Linked DNA regions of Sus scrofa: region 2 is linked to region 1. A link is a contact called in public HiChIP or PLAC-seq data. All regions are on one chromosome and are shown on one strand. Each heading gives the region's core, a stretch centred on a gene start, on an enhancer-like site or on the middle of the called end of the contact. The rest is flanking DNA. Distances are from core to core; before and after follow the strand shown. Region 1 overlaps LOC106505045 (a long non-coding RNA gene). Region 2 overlaps LOC102165110 (a long non-coding RNA gene).

Region 1 (5,397 bases), core at 1,319-3,818:
GACTTTGATAAGCCAGAGATTCGTGCTAATGCTGTATGTCTCACCCTGAATTCTGGAAGAGCCCCTCTCTGGCGTCTGCTGTGGGTCTCATTTTCTCGTTTTTGGAGCATAGAAGCCCAGGGAGCAGGGAACCGAGGTGTCTGCCTGCCTTGCACATGTTGCCAAACATCTTTCTTCTTCCATTTCTTCAACTGCTTTCCCACGTCCCAAGGTACAAAGATTAAATCAGGAGTTCCCATCGTGGCTCAGCGGAAATGAATCTGACTAGCATCCACAGGACGCAGGTTTGACCCCTGGCCTTACTCAATGGGTTAAGGATCTGGCGTTGCTGTGGCTGTGGTGTAGGCTGGAGGCTACAGCTCCAATTGGACCCCTAGCCTGGGAACCTCCATATGCTGCGGGTGTGGCCCTAAAAAGACGACACCAGAAAAAAAGATTAAATCAATGGATATGAAAGGCACTGAGAAATATAACATGCTCACAAATATAATGATTTAAAAAAAAAAAAAAACTTTTGGCTTTTTAAAAAAAGGAATCTTGGGCAATGAAGGGGAAAAGTTTCAAAGAATGGGGCTGAGGTTCCCTGGAGCCCTTGGTGGGGTCTGAGTCTCATCATGACCCCAGGCCCAGCCCGTGACCACACATTCATTAACCCGATAACTAGAATTCTGTTTGGCCCTCCCAGGCCACAGCAGGACTGATGATAAAGCTCCACAAGGGGCCCCAGAAGAACGAAGAGGTAGGGAGAGAAAGAAAGCAGGGTCTCTAAGCAAGAGTGAGGGGAAAACGGAGCCCAGTGGATGAGCGAGGGCAGGTGACAGGTGACAGATAAAGAAGCAGGGGTAAAGGACAACAGAGAGGAAACAGAGCTGACTGGGTGGGAGGGTGATGGGTGCCCTTGGCAGCTGCTCCTGGAATGTCCACATCCTGGGCTTCCCAGCTACGGTTCTGTGGTGCAGGCCACCTTTGCCACAAGCAGCCCTGCTCTCAATCCTCTGGCCATCTTCCCAAATTCTCTGAGGGGGAAACAAGTCCAGCAGGGTCTCCGGGGCCGTCTGACCTTGACCCCCGCAGATCTCCCGCAGGCCTTGGGCAGAAAGCAGCCAGGAGACCAGGAAGCAGAGGCCCCGATCCGGCCAGCAGACAGAGGGCCCTCAGTGAGTGTGCCAGCCTGTAAATTGTCCTTTTGTTTTGCAGGCTTTACCGAACACAGTTTTATTTCATGTGACTCTGTTATTTCAGGAGGAGTAAATATTGCCGGCGGTCTGTTTAAAAAGGCCAATGACCTGAAATGCTGGTTTGTTTTTTCTCTTTTCTTTTCCATTTGAATTATCTCCAAGGGACAGGCCTGCCCAGGCATCACACAGTTTTAAGTGGTTGGCGCGTAGCTCTAACTTTCCCTTTTTGTTTCGTGAGATGCTGGGCTGGCAAACAAAAGGGAGAAAAGATATGAGATAAGGATATGAAGAGCTGACCTAGGCCCAAGGAAAGAGGGGGAGAGGGCCAGCGTGCAACCCGGAAGAGGGCCCAGGGCCCTCGGCTCCCTGCTGCCTTCGCTGCTTCCGGAGCTGGTGTTTGACCTATAATTATAGCCGCTTTCCTCTGATTTCCTCTGTGAAAATAGCAACATTCAGACTCAGCGCAGAGTGGAAAAAAGACTGCATAAAGGATCAGGGATTTATAAATACAGATAAAATTACAGGATTGTTAGTTTCGTTCTCTGAAGAGCGGGTTTGGAAGTGGGGGTGGGGGGAGCTGACGGCTCTCAAAACCCGTCTCGAGTCCTAACACACCCAGGTGTGCCTCTTTGGGGGCCCAGGCAAAGAAGATGCCCTACAGGGCTTTTCCCACTGGATGGGCAGTCACTGTGGAAAAAGGATATCCTTCCCGGGCACATCCCGCTCCCCAGGTTTGTATTTGGACATCTCAGGGGTTTTCCCTCCGCATCTCGTTTTCTTCTCAGACTCATTATCTCTAAGGAGGGGGTAGAGGATATCCTTGTCTCATAAAATACCTCCCAGTCTTCTGGGACCTGCTTTCCTCCCAGACAAACAATGTGATCATATTGGAATTGTCACGTTCTTAGAACCACCCTGGTCGTCATTGTTCACGCACACCAGCCCTCCCATGGGAGAGATCATCAGGAAAAGTCATCTCTGGTGAAGGAGACTGTCAGATGGACGTATGGCCATGGAGAGGGGAGGGAAGCCACCTTGAGTGAGAATCCGAGACAAGAGGCCGAGAAAAAGGCTTGTCCCGAAGTCTCTGGGTTCTGTGGTTCCTGAGCCTGGCTTCTTGCATCTCTGAGCTTTGCTTCATCTGGATACTCGACCTTTCCTTGAATTCCATGCATTTTGCCTAAACTCTTTCAAGTGGGGTTTCTGGTGTGCGCAACCAAAAGCCTGGACTAAGATGACGGCACTAACGCCAAGAACTCTCCAGGGAAGCTGACGAAGCCATGTTATCTGTAAAGCTTCTCAAAACTAGTTTCACAGAGGGTTAAGTGCAATATTTATAGTCTGCTGACTGCATGGCTGTCACTACTCTCCTTTCCAGAAAGATAGATGGTAGGAGGAAGAGTGAAAATATTCCGAGCAGCATTTATGACCCAGCTGCTGAAGAAGAGGAAGGACCACGGCTCCGCCTTCCTGTGGAATCACATTATAAGCTTTCCAGATAGGAGATTTCCAGAAAGATTGCAAGATGTCTTAACTCCCCCTATCAGATCTACAGTAAGTTAAGCTCACATTTCTATGTTTGCTTCTCAGTAGAGCCGGAGAAGACTGACTGACCCTCCTGAGCCTAACAGCCTGTCCTATGCTTAGAGCTGTCGCTCCCATGCTAAATGAGTCCAAACTTCTTTGGGTATCAGTGGGGCAAATGGAATGGCCTGGCATGACGGTGTAAAAAATGCCCTGAACAGGAAGTCCGGAGACCTGGATTCCAGCTGAGGTTTTACCACCAAGCCCTTAGAAGATGTGCTAAGCCTCTGGGTCATTTCCTCATCTGCCAGACAAGGAATTGGGTGAGACCATTTCTAAAACCCCTTCCAGCTCTTCTGCGCCATGAAATACAATGACTCAAAGGTAAATTCCCAGCCTACGATCATTCTCCACCATGAATACTATTTGCTTTCCACCAAAAGCAGGAGGGACAAAGAGGAGAGAGAAAAACAATAAGGACAACTATGCTGATTACAAACAGTCATTGTGGAAATGGAAAGAAATAATATATAAAAGCCTTTAGAAGAGTGCCTAGCATGCAGCAGATACTGCTATTGTTATTACGCCTCTGCTAGTGGGATTTGCTCTACCTAGAATCTCAGGAATTTAAAGAGTCTTACAGGTCACTGATATGTACAAGGACAAGCAGATGACTTCAGATATCCTGCTATTATTAGTTTACTTTTTAAATACTTCGGTTCCTTCCAGCAAATTCCTGACCTCCTTGAGGGCCTGGTTAGGCCTTGGGTTCCATGTGCCTTCTAGGGTGCCTTGTGCCAGCTAAGGGCCTCATAGATGGTTGACTCTGCTGATTGATGAGAGGGGATTTTCCGTGCAGCCCCAGCACAGCCAGTGTGGACCAGTGGAGTGGTCAGTGGCGCCAGTGGCCCAGCTTCCCCTCCCTCGCCAAGGCCTCTCCGGAGTGATCCTCCCTGGAAGGCCCCAGTGCCAGAAGCCCTTGCCCACAAGCGGAAGCCTAGTGCTGCGTGCAGAGCTGAATTCTTGGGACTGGAAGTCATCGCATCCTGCCTCGTGTGTGGGCTTAGGAAAACATCCCTACCAAGTCTCATCTAGCGCTTCCTTTGGCGTGTGCCAAGAGCCAACAAATATAGGGGTCCAATCTGTTTTGGGGATACCTCCTACCAGGAAGGCAGCACCCCTGCCTGCTTCCTGAGACGTAGTCTGGTTTCCCTTTCTGGGGTGTCCCTGAGGCTAGAGCTCTGAACAAACAATGGAACAAAGGCAATGAAAGTGGTTGATCCTTCTCAGCCCTTTGGTCTCTTCCGGATGCACCTGCTGACTTACCTGGGCCACGAAACAAGAGCCTTAAATGCCCGATTGCTGGGCAACTCCAGGCACCCATTAGCTGGACAGAAGCTTGGTCAAGGAGGACCATGAGAGAGAAAGGAGTTTCAGAGGAGCAGCAGCTACTAAAGGTGTTGGTGAGCAGGGAGTTAGTGTGTCTTTAGCGTTCCTCTGTGCCAGGTGTTATGCTGGGTGTGTTGCGTAAGAGTAATGATAATATTGACAGCTAACACGTTGCACATGCCACCTGCCAATGACTATTCCAAGCCTTTTACACGTATCAACTCATTTAATCACTGCTCCAAATCAGTGGAGTAGGTAGTATTGTTATCTCCATCTTATCATGAGGAAATTGAGGCACAGAGACACTAAACAACTTAAGTTCCCATGGTTACATGTACGAGATGCCTACTCAAAAGCTTTTCAATCAGCTATGATCATGGGCGTTCCTCTTGTGTCTCAGCAAGTTAAGAACCTGACGTTGTGTCCATGAGGATGTGGGTTTGAACCCTGGCTTCATTCAGGTGGTTAAGGATCTGGTGTTGCCGCAACTGGTAGCATAGGTTGCCGATGTGGCTCGGCTCTGGCGTTGCTGTGGCTGTGGTGTAGGCCTGCAGCTGAAGCTCCCATTCGACCCCTAGTCTGGGAACCTCCATATGCCACAGGTGTGGCCGTAAAAAGGAAAAATAAGTATGATTATGTACATATAGACATACTTGACTCTCGCAGTAACTCTGTAATAGCTTACAGGTTAGTGTGGTCACATTTTGGGGGGTGGTAAGAAAACTAAGCTCAGAGAGGTTGCATATGTTCGAGTCACATAGCTAACTATTGGTGGAATCACGCCAGGCCTGTCTGGCTCATGACACCTTGAGACAGCAAGAAGACCATGGAAAAGGGCGGGGAATTGTTCCCTGGGCTTGGGAAAGGAGGCCACCGAAGGCCCACGAAGATTGGGGACGTGCAAATCGGGTCTGTTGCAGGTTGCTTCAGGCACAGCCGAGGAGCCAGCCCTCAGATTACCTGCTCTTTTGCTACTTTCAAGCCACACCAATTAGCCAGACAAATGAGCTGATTTAAATCTCGAGCAGCATGCCTTGTCGAAAGGTGAACCCAGCAGAGCTGAAAAAAATGACTCTAAAGGCAAGCAGCTCTCCGAATGGAAAAATCTCAAAGCTTTTCTCATTCGCCCCACTCGCTTTGCAAGCCCTCTAAGAGGTTCCCTTTCTTCTCTTCCCACTGGGATTTTTTAGCCCAACTTCAAACTATCTTCAGCTCAAGATTGTTCAGACTCTAGAATCACAGAACCGGAAGGAAGCCCAAAGATGATGGATGTCCCTTGTCAACAAATTAAAGCAACAGCTCCCTC
Region 2 (5,397 bases), core at 1,932-4,431, 67 kb after region 1:
AACCAGCACATGGAGACATTGCCAAGTGGCCCTTTGGTACTGGCTTTGGATGGAGACATGACTCTGCCATAGCCCTGGCCTGTGTCACCTCCAGGGTAGCAGAGGTACCCACCGTTCTGTCGCACAGTTTTGGCGTACTTGTGGCTGGCTCTGGATTTGTCTCTCAGAACCCCATGGCTTCTGGGTTCAGGAACATGTAAAAACTCCATCTTTGCCTTTTCTCTTTGGTACATGTGCTATGTGATCACGAAAGAGTCATTTCAGGACAGGGGCTTGCCGTGAAGTCTGACTTCCTGATGACTTTTGATTGGGGGCCAGTATTATATTCAGTCTGTGTATGAGTGTGCATGTGCTTCCTTCACTTCTGCTATTAGAAATTTAATTTACTGGAGGGGAAGCACCTGTAATCCCTGTTTGGAAAAATGTCTGCTTAATGGCAATTCTCCCGGATGTGACCCACTTGACAATAAAAGTTCCAATGGAATCAGTTCTCACTGTAGCCCAGTTTACGTATAGATATAATGAGACATTTGGCTAGCTATTTGGAAATGACTGGGTCTTCCAGAAAGCTTAATCCTCCCCATACATATTCTCTGATTTTATCAGGATCTTCAGTGTTTCCAGCCCTTCATTTTCTACCAGTTTAGCACACCTCCTGGCATATTTTCCTTCTACATCCTGCCTGAAATTCATCACATACCCTCTGGAACTCTTAGCACCCAAGCTCCCTGGTTTTCCTGTCCCGACTTCTCTATAGATCATCAGCCTTGCATTAATCTAGCCATTCCCTCTTCTTCTAGGTCAGGCCTATTGAACCCTTTATCAAGGCCTAGGCTTTTGCTCCAACACGGCCAGCAGGAATTAGAGGGAAAGGATCCACCTTTGATGTCACTGGCGGGAACCAGTGGAACTGCAGGACCAAGAATTGGCCCAGAGCAGCCAGGACAATTGTTACATATAAGGGGATTGAGCAAATATGTAATACATTGAGGATAACGAGAGCCACTCATTGTTACTAAAGGGAGTTGCAGATATGAAAAGGGGAAGGCAAAAATAAACCCTGTGATATAGGGTTGCAACTGGAAATACTGGTGGGAACTCATGGTTTTTGACAGATAGATGTGCATGGAAACATGGAAATAGATATAGATGTGCATGTGTGTGTATAAATGTTTATATATGTATATGTGTATAATTTCCTGGCTCTGGACACTGAGAAGACAGGGGCCTAGAAGTAATAAATGATACCCCAGGAGCAATGAGCATAGTGGAAGCAAGCTTCCTTGGAAAAATGGCTAATTTGAGGGTCAGGGCAGGGAAGTATGAATCTAGAGCCCATTGCCAAAAGTAACAAAGTGCTCCAAGAATTATGGGACATACCAAGAAGACCCAGGAGATAACTGGAAGGGATTCCTACTGGTTGTATGTGTGGATATTTTTTTTTTTTTTTTTTTTTGCTTTTTAGGGCTGCACCCATGGCATATGGGAGTTCCTAGGCTAGGGGTCGAATCAGAGCTATGGCTGCCAGCCTATGCCTCAGCCACACCAATGTGGGATCTGAACTGCATCTGCAACCTATACCACAGCTCTCTCGGCAATGCCAGATCCTTTAACCTACTGAGCGGGGCCAGGGATCAAACCCATGTCCCCATAGATACTAGTCAGGCTTGTTACCACTGAGCCACAATGGGATTCCTGTTTTGACAATCTGAAGGTCAAAAAAAAGAAACAGTAGTAATCAATTATAATCACTGAATAAAATAGGAATTCATGAGTCAAAATAATAGTTAAAATAAAAAACTAACAATTTGTGGGGCTTATAAAATATATGGAAATAATTAAGTATATAAAATAGTGAAAGAGTCAGAAAGAGGGTAAATATAGTATATTATTGTATGTTTCTTACCTATACATAAGTGATATAATAGTTTAATATTATTTCAAGATATACCTGTGATAACTTAAAATGAAAATTATAATTTCTAGAGTAATGACTAAAATAAACAAAATTCCCATGATAAAGAGCTAAAATGTCAACAGAGAAGATAGAACACTGAAAAAAAATTTTTTTTTGCTTTATACAAAAGCAAGCAGGAATACAGCTTTAAAAAAGGAACAGAGAATAAATGGGATAAACTGAAAGTGAATAGCAAGAGAGTTGACTTAGAAGTCAGCTCTGTCGATAATTATACTAAATATAAATGGTCTAAATAACAATTAAAAGGCAGGTTGGATAAATAGTAGAATGCTCTAGGAAGGCTTCACTATAAGGTGACAATTGAGCAAACACTTGAAGGAGACGAGGTAACACGACATGCAGATAATACAGTGTTTCAGACAGAGAAAAGAACATATCCAACACTGATTTGGACCATTTTAAAGACAGAGAGCTGATTAGCAGACACTGCTCAGAGGTGAGGCTGACTAGATTCTCAATGATTGAAATGACCAGGAATATTCCTAGGATTTTGCACATTCTCCTACAATTATATAAGTATTATATATGTAATATATACTCTCTATATATATATATATTCCTAGGATTATATAATTACCATAGCCTCAGAGCTTTGCAGGACTATCCCTCAGAACATGACTAGTTCTAACTCTTAAATATGCCTTTTCTGACCTCATTTGTTCCCTGTGCTCTATCACAAGCTCCTGTACTCCACCACAGGTCTTCAAAGTTTATGGTGACAATGACCATAGAGTCATAGAATTAGGGATTAGAAGCTATCTCAAGGGTCATCTGGCTCCAACCTCACATCCGTGGTATGGCTGACAGATGAGTCAGCGTCACATCCCATGGGAATGATTTCACACCTTCCAGGACCAATTCTTCAATTCATGGATGGTTCTACAAGAAAGATCTTTCTTCCATGGGGCACAAACCTGCCTTGCTGTAGTTGAATTTTTTCTGCATCTAAGTCACCATGGTGAATGTCTCACCATATGTAGCGAAGGAGACAGAAAGTGCAAGAGTTTCAAATCGACCATAAGTTTCTTGGCTTTCATCACCTTCACAGGACCTGTCAAATGGTTTAGTTTTCAAAACTTAAACCCTTGGCCTTCACTAAACCTTCCCAGTATCTTCTGTCAAGAGACTTCCTGGACTTCTGAAGGGAAAGTAAACCAAATGGGCGTGTGTTTCTCATCAGTGAAAGCCAAGTGCTTCCAGAGGCCAGCTGGGCTATTTTTGTCTGTGGGTTGTGGATGGTTGCCAAGATTGAGCAGAGGTGTTTGCCTGTGGTAAAGAGAGAGAGAGAGAGACCAATGGAGGTTACTACTGATGCAGGAGAAGGAAGGCTTATGAATAGGATTTAGAAGCTGAGAGCCTTGTTGAGATGGTCCTAGCTCTATCTTCATGCTCAGACCTCTCCTCTCCTCCCTTGCACCTTCTCATCTGTGGGCTCAAGGCTGCTATGGGATTCATTTCTCTCTTAACAGGAAGCAAATATCAAGCCTTTGGATGGGCGAGGTCTTGCAGTAACCTCATCTTACAGTATGATGCTCTGATTGCCGCTACCCTGAGTCCAAAGTGTCCTCTCCCCCATCATCACTAATGGGGCTCAGCACTGCTTTGGATGGAAGCAGGAAGCTGGGGTGGGAGGACAGAACCACCGGAGGTAGCCCAAAACCTCAAAGGAGATAAGTTAATCTGAGGGAGTTGGGGATTGATTCAGATTCAAAGACTGAGTGTTGTCTAGAGAGACACCATCTCCACAGGCCCCAAACTGCTTGGGTTTCACAGCCATGAATTAGTGACCAGGTAGACCTGAGATTAAATGGAAGCAGTTTGGGCACAAGCCAAAGCAGAGTCCTGGCTTATTGTAGCATTTACACTTCCACTACGGGCCCATGTGTATGGAATAGACACACATGAATGTGCGTTCAGGGTAAATTTTAAAAACACAGATTTTTAAATACAGGTTAAAACACAGCTTTCTGGCCTCTGCTCTTAGGAATTCTGACTCAGGCAGTCTGAGCAGGACCCAGAAAGCTATCTTTTGGAAACTTTCCCAGATGACTCTGGTGTGTGTTTGGGAATCATCAGCTTAAAGGACTGGCGGTCAGGCAGACACCTGTGCTGAGTCCCTTGTCTGTTGACATCTGAACTTCCTGTCCTCAGCTGTGGTACTCTGTGAGCCTTATCATTTCTCTCACCTCCCCATGACGTGATTACCTCCCTGCCCAGCTTTAGCAGGTCTCAGGGCTGCTGTGAGCTAATGATAAAGAATACCTAGCACAGTACCTGGTACTCAATAATCACTCAGTAAAAGTCAGTTATTTTTCTTACTATCTCTGGTTAGAATTATATGATGAGCCTGAATTGTATGACCCTTTAGACCACACAATCATACCTCTTGAAAATAGCAGAATTAGGTCCACTCCTACCTCCTACACTAATCCCTGGAATCTCCAGGAAACCTCCTGTTTGCCCCCATTGGATTCTCATTTGGTGCCAGTCTGATTTTCTTGGGTTTGCTTTCTATTCTTTTGGCAGGATCTGGAGCAGGTGCAATCCCTTTGTGTTTGTTTTGAAATGCTCTCCACTGGTTGAGAGGAGTTGGGCCTCCCACTCACAGTGTTTTGGTGGTTTGTTTCCATTCCTTTGTGGTTGTGTTTATTGTGGTGTTACTTGGAACTGAACGGTAGTTTCTTTGGAGGCAGAGGGATTTTGTAGACACTGTGTGAAATTCCTTGTCCTGGGAGGGTCCCCCAGAATGTAATACAATATCTCTGCTGGCTCTAGAACTATCCAGAGTAGACAGGATTCTCCTGTTATAACTAGAACTAGAGTAAATGCAGAATTCACTCATTTGTTATCTATTCAGCTGATGTTTATAAGCACTGATTTTGTTTGTTTTTGTCTTTTTAGGGCTGCACTTACGGCATATGGAGGTTCCCATGCTAGGGGTCGAATCGGAGCTGGCAGCGCTGGATCCTTAACCCACTGAGCAAGGCCAGGGATCAAACCCGCATCCTCACGGATACTAGTCGGGTTTGTTAACTGCTGAGCTGCGACGGGAACTCCTGTGAGCACTGTTAATGTGCCAGGCATTATACTAATACTGGGAAGAAAAGGAGGCCCCCGCCATTTAAGCCCAAATCCCCCTAATCCCCTCTCCAGCCCATCAATTACAACACTGCCAGGTTAGCCTTCGCTTGTTCATGCTCCTGGTAATTGAGGACCTACTGTGTCCTAGGTGAAAAGGTTGGTAGGATATAGTTCCTGTCTCCTGGGAATCCATAGCTTGGAAGGAAACAAGGTCAGAAACACATAACTATTCTAAGTCCTATTTAGAATGACTTAAATGTGCTTTTTCTACCAAGGAGAGCTATAATAGAAAGTGTGCAGAGCGTAGGAACATAAGAATTAAATTTACTTCAAAAGAG

Evidence for each region. HiChIP or PLAC-seq counts read pairs in DNA pulled down with a chosen protein or histone mark.
Region 2: a contact with region 1 is called in an H3K27ac HiChIP or PLAC-seq map of skeletal muscle. The contact joins two enhancer-like sites. A contact is called at or near these places in 5 of 47 Hi-C or Micro-C datasets (heart right ventricle, liver, retroperitoneal adipose tissue and 1 more) and 1 of 2 datasets of contacts at active chromatin or transcription factors (skeletal muscle).

What each region holds. Positions count from the first base shown.
Region 1 is chr9:131,113,678-131,119,074 of Sscrofa11.1, forward strand. All of the region lies in intron 1 of LOC106505045 (a long non-coding RNA gene), which reads left to right. Among named protein-coding and RNA genes, the nearest start is that of PPP2R5A, 41 kb to the left of the region's middle. Within about 2 kb of position 2,569, at least 15 of the 83 cell types and tissues checked have an H3K27ac peak or open chromatin away from gene starts, as enhancers often do. A contact at or near this core is called in skeletal muscle, where this site is marked.
Region 2 is chr9:131,180,375-131,185,771 of Sscrofa11.1, forward strand. LOC102165110 (a long non-coding RNA gene) reads right to left here. Exons shown (of 5, transcript XR_305729.3): 5 at 2,025-3,244. Among named protein-coding and RNA genes, the nearest start is that of DTL, 92 kb to the right of the region's middle. Within about 2 kb of position 3,182, at least 16 of the 83 cell types and tissues checked have an H3K27ac peak or open chromatin away from gene starts, as enhancers often do. A contact at or near this core is called in skeletal muscle, where this site is marked.